Regions from separate parts of the Rattus norvegicus genome. Here region 2 is linked to region 1. A link is a contact called in public Hi-C data. All regions are on one chromosome and are shown on one strand. Each heading gives the region's core, a stretch centred on a gene start, on an enhancer-like site or on the middle of the called end of the contact. The rest is flanking DNA. Distances are from core to core; before and after follow the strand shown. Region 1 has its middle 330 kb from the start of Ppp3ca. Region 2 has its middle 110 kb from the start of Ddit4l.

Evidence for each region. Hi-C and Micro-C count contacts between places; a contact is called where the count stands out from the background.
Region 2: a Hi-C map of frontal cortex shows a contact between it and region 1, with 2.0 times the contacts expected there. The contact joins two enhancer-like sites. A contact is called at or near these places in 2 of 12 Hi-C or Micro-C datasets (Schwann cells and frontal cortex).

Annotation. Positions count from the first base shown.
Region 1 is chr2:228,171,047-228,173,798 of GRCr8, reverse strand. No RefSeq gene overlaps it. Among named protein-coding and RNA genes, the nearest start is that of Ppp3ca, 330 kb to the right of the region's middle. Within about 2 kb of position 1,493, at least 3 of the 93 cell types and tissues checked have an H3K27ac peak or open chromatin away from gene starts, as enhancers often do.
Region 2 is chr2:228,911,386-228,914,106 of GRCr8, reverse strand. No RefSeq gene overlaps it. Among named protein-coding and RNA genes, the nearest start is that of Ddit4l, 110 kb to the right of the region's middle. Within about 2 kb of position 1,291, at least 50 of the 93 cell types and tissues checked have an H3K27ac peak or open chromatin away from gene starts, as enhancers often do.

The DNA of each region.
Region 1 (2,752 bases), core at 244-2,743:
CTCTAAATCTTAGTTTTTATAACCAGGAAAAACAATATCAAAAGTTACATTTGGAATGATCACATGAAAGGAATCATTTGCTTATACTTCCGGCTTAACCAATTGGTATGTAGACATGAATTGTATGACCTGCCACTTCGTGTCTTGCCTTTCAAATGCTGTTTTATTTGGTTCATTTTTTGAAGTGTTTCAGATCATCTTTTCTTGAAAAGCTAATCCTCAAATAGCATTTCCACCTCCACCAACTCCTCCTTATGATAAAATTGTAAGAAAACTGCTTCATGTAAATTTAAAAAAGAAACTTTTAAAGTGAAGGGATACTGCCACAACCTAGCATCTGACTAAGAAACATCCTTAGCATTCTTCTAATAATTTTTGGATAAAGAGTTACCTCACAGAAAAGCAAAATAGTTCTTGCTGAGGCCCCATTATTTGACATTGGGGAAAAGACAGGATTCTTTGAGTTTTTCAAAATGTTTTTATCTTCCTGGCTTTGCTTGCCTTTTTTGAGGAAATGATTTAATATGATATACTTTGGGAAAATTTATATCATTTATGCTTTAATAATAATTTGGACCTCTATTGGGTTTCGTCATTAACTTGCACAATTCCCGTAATGCTAGTGGATATATGACAGAAAAAAGGGACAGTGAACCTTGATATCTTCCCTGCTGAACATCAGTGAGCTGTCTTTCTGCTTTGGGATACAGGGTGTTTAAAATATTTGTCCAATGTCTCCATCCAAAGCCTTCAATCAGAACGAAAATTGCTACTGTGAAATAAGCCCCAATTATCTGCTAGGTATTTAGTGGAAAAGTTAGTACATCCTGTTTTAATTCACACAAAACCTTGATAATTAGGAGTCATCTCCACTGTTTAGAGTGGTTGTTTTCTACCCTTACACTGCTTAAATTAGAAAGCTGAGGTGTAATGTTCCAGAACATGTTCTTTTGGAAGAGACTCAGCCGATTTCTAATGGTGCATTATGACTGATATCAGCGGTGAATGATAACTCGCCTGAGGTGGATACCTACTGCATTGTACACCGTTCCTCCGAAGTGGTATGCGGTTTCATGAAAATTCTCATCCCTCTGTTAGATGATCATTATTACGAGCGACTAGAAGGACCACTGGGAGGCAGTAGCAGTATGAGCCAGCCGCCCAAACTTCAAGTCATTGGCATTGGTTTGCTCTGAGCTGGGATCTCCACTTCTTTCAGAAATGAACAACATAGAAACACCGTTTCCTTTGCCATACCATAATACACCATTGTAGAGAAATGTGTTTGTAAATTGTTTGGGGATATAGATGTCCTGGTCTGTGAATACAGTGAGGAGAATAAAGACAGGGAGGGACCTCAGCAGACTAGCTCAAGCGCTGTAATGTTAATGGTGGAGGAACCGGAAGTAGTGAGCTGGGGCGGGCTCAGCTCCCAGAGTGGAAATGATGAAGACCTGAAGAAGATGCCCTGTGGAAGGGCTAGAGCATGCTGTGACATTGGTGTGGTCAGAGGACAGAACAGATGGAAATCTACAGGGTCCTTGGACGTCAGAACTAGAAATGACCTTCCAAAAAATCCAGAGTGGTGCTGTCCTCAGTGTGTCTTACAGACTGTCTTACAGTACCACAAATCAACTAAGCGTGTGTGTGGGAGATTCTTGGGGGAGCCTTGGAGTTGTGAATGCCTAACTTCCAGCCAAGCACTTCCACACTTAACAGTTTTATATTTGGCAGTTTCTGTATGGATTTTGTTTTGTAGAAAATAACCTATAGCTTCAAAATGTGGAGACACTGTTATTTTATAAATAAAAAGCAAATGAAACCTTACTTAGTATAGTATATCTTTCTTCAGTAATGAACAAATAAAATATATCCCTTTAACAGGGCAAATATTCATGCCTATGTATTCTTCAAAGTCAAAAACCATCTTTAGATGCCTGCTAAGAGGGCTGAGCGCTGAGGAAATACAGCCCACACTGAGCTCTGGGTCCAGACCAGTTCTGCCAAAGTGTTACCAATCTATATTTTGAGATTTAGCCATTTCAAAAGCCTGCCTTCATTTTCTCTTTAGGTTGAAAACTTTCAGTCAGTCCTAGGAAAGCTTCCATAGGGTAGATCTGTCCACTGTTCTATCCAAAAGGGATAAGGCTAAAGGAAAGAAACTCATATATCAAGGAGAAAAGAGAAGTTATATGACTAGTTCTAACCATGAAGATTTCAGGAGAGATACTGAAGCATGAACAAATGCTTTTGCATATCATTGGGCAGATTTTTCCTAAGAAAAGTCTCTGTTAATTCGAGGCAACCGACAGGACACTGGCTTTGGATTCAGACCTCCATAAATATAAATGAAAAGCCACTCAACTCCAGCTGTGTGCCCTTGACCCAACTCGTTAGCCTTTTAGTCTTCATGATGTACATATCCTTCTTGGATGTTGAGCAGAATGAGATGGAGTATGGGGTGGGCCCAGGGCAAGGCCAGATGTCACTCTTAACTGTGCATTGCTTCTGTTTTAAAGTGTGACCAAACCCATTTTTTAAAGAATTCTAGAGTTCCAGAAGTCAGGGGTTTTAGAAGAGCCAAGAACACTAGATACCAGATGCTCAGAATTACGATTGGGCCACAGACAGTCTTATGGGGAAAACAAGAGTCAGAAAGTGAATGATTTGGAAAAGTACACTTAGGGCGATCATGGTCCAAAAGGCATAGAATTTGAAATTATATGCCCTTTGAGATTCTTCTAGAAAAAAA
Region 2 (2,721 bases), core at 42-2,541, 740 kb before region 1:
CAGGAGGCCTATAACTGGCTGAAGGGTGAGGCTGTTTATGATTGACCAAAGTCCGCACTTTCTGTAACAAACCATATACACCTCTTATGTGTGGTAGCTTACATATGAATTCCCAGCACTCAGAAGGCAGATGCAGGAGGATCAGAAGTTCAAGGTCAGACTGGGCCACAGGGAACCAACTTGTTTCAAAATAAATTAATGAACAAATAAATACTTGTTCAGTTTGTTGATGTTTAAGTGGTAGTTTGTAACAGGGGCTCAGAGTTCAGAGATAAGCTAATGGCTTTCTGTTTTCTTAATCTAACACGGCCAAGTTACATTTCTGGTGTGTGTGTGTGTGGTGTGTGTGCACACGCGTGTGTGTGTAATGTGTGTGCATATGTTCATTTGTGTGCATTTGTGTGATGTGTGTGTGTGAGACTGTGAGTGTATGTGCCTGTGTGTGGGTCTATATGCATTTCTCTGTGTGTAGGTATGATGTATGTGTGACTGTGTGTGTATGTGTCTGTATTTGTGCATTTGTATGTGATTCTGTGTGTATGTGTGTTTCTGGTTGAGTTGGGGTGGGAGTGAACGTTGCCTCTCCTGAAACCACCACGCCTCATCTGTAGAACGCTGCTTCTTCCTCTCACCTGCTGAAGTAAGGCAATATATACAAAATATTTCTCCTCTCTAGACCTGCCTGCTGTGGAGTCCAGATCATTTATTATTTATTCCTAAGCAGGATAGAGCTTTACTGCCTATTTTCGCCATGGTTCATGAAATTGACACAGGAAGTAGACACACAGGAGGAGCTGTAACTGCCTCCTGTTTGTTGTTGAGCATGGGTATCCGTCCTGGTATGCAGTGGCAGCCAGACTGTCTCCAGGAGAAGCCAGCTCATGGAGGGCGGTCTAAATCTCCCTTCTCTGCTGCCATCTGCTTTTTTTGTGAAGACTGCTAAGAACATTTCAGAACTCTCTCCAAATATTAAAGTCCTTATCACTTCCTAAACTGGAGGTTTGTTCAGGACTGCCACAAAGCAGTACTAATACTCCTCCTCTCTCTCATCAGCAACTTCCTGTGATGGTTGGTGCTGGGGAACTCTCTGAACCTAGGAGGAGAGCGAGGATAAAACCTGTGAGTTATCTATATCTGGCTCCCGGCTTTGTTTTCTTAGAGAAACCTGTGTCGGCTAAGAATCACTAGAGGGCGCCGGCGGGCTACGCTGGCGCTGGAGAGGCACCGCTCTCCTTCACCCACTCCACTCCCATTCCTTCCCACACTGCGGGGGGCAAAAACAACCCGGGGCGCTGACGTCAGGCAGCCCGAGGCGCCTGCCGCTGAACCCATAGGTATAGTTAATCCCCCAGGAGTGAGGCCCGTGCTTTCCCCTGGCAGCCCAATTTTCAGCTTAAATCATTGCCCTAATCTTATTTTAATGTGCATTGGGGCCCTGGTGGCTAGAGTGGGTGGCAGGGGAACAGCATTTAACATCCTTTGGAGTTTGGATTGTGCCCGACACTTCTTAAGCACTTGGGTGGGACAGAGAGACTCTGTAATCTTGCAGCTGCAATCGACCTCAGTAGTCTTTGCCTTATTTGGCAAATTTAATGGCAACGTTAATTTTGGGGATTGGGGGTGGGGCTGGGGTAGAAGAAAAGGAAAGGAACACGTGTGAAGTAGCTAGTATGTGCCGTGCACTTTCTCATGTTGTTTAATGTTCACAGCGACTGTATGAAGGTGTTTGAAATGCTCAGTTTAGCAGAGACATTGAGAGATCTAAACCTTCAGTTAGACAGCTCGGCGAGTGGCGCCCTCCACTGACCAGTCCCAGAACCGCAATCTGGGATCGGCTACCTGTGCGGTTTGCCTCGCTTTCTAATTTTACTTAAGGACTCTCACCAAGTGGGTCTATTATTAGTTTTACACGAGACTTGGCAATGGAACAAAACCCACATTCCAAGGGGAACTAGCCCTTTTCGGGATAGTAGAATAAAGGCTAAATTTAACCACTCAGATGCTTATTAACCTCTAGCTGTCTAGGATGTATCTTGCCTGACTTGGATCAAGTTCAGGGCCAGATGTGCTTACAACAAGGTAACGGAAAAGTACTGGCTAGCGGAAGGGCGTTGTTTGACTGGTGTGACATCCACGGGCTGTATTTAAATCAAGTAAAGGAAGAGAAGAGAGCAGTTTATCTGATAACTTGGTTCGTCATCACATCGCTGGCACCACAAAGGTGGTATAGTGACCCAGAGCATGGGGTGTGAGGGAAGTGACACACAGTGCCCAAGGCAGAACAGGCTGTCCATAAATGGTGAGTCAGAATTCAGTGATGCTTTCAGAATGGCAATGGTCCCACGGCCTGTATCCCAGAGTTCTTCAGCTGAAGCCCACATCCCGGTTGGGTGCTCTAAAATTAAGTATAAATCAAGAAACCAAACTGTAGACACTTCACAGACCAAAGTGCCTCGTGATGGTGCGATGACTCCGAAGTTGGTCAGAGAGGCATCAATTTTTTTTTTTTTTCTTTTCAGGTTTCTTGTGCTGTTCTGACAGGGGCTGCTTCGCCTTCAGAGATTTTGTTCCATTCTTGAAAAGCTTCGTGTAAAACCATCGATAGTCCATTTGGTGAAAGTCCTCAAAGTCAAACTGGAAACAGAGGCGAGGTGTAGCTAGTGTAATGGGGACCGAGTGGGGACCGAGTTGGAACGAGAAGGACCGGTGTCCCAATCACAT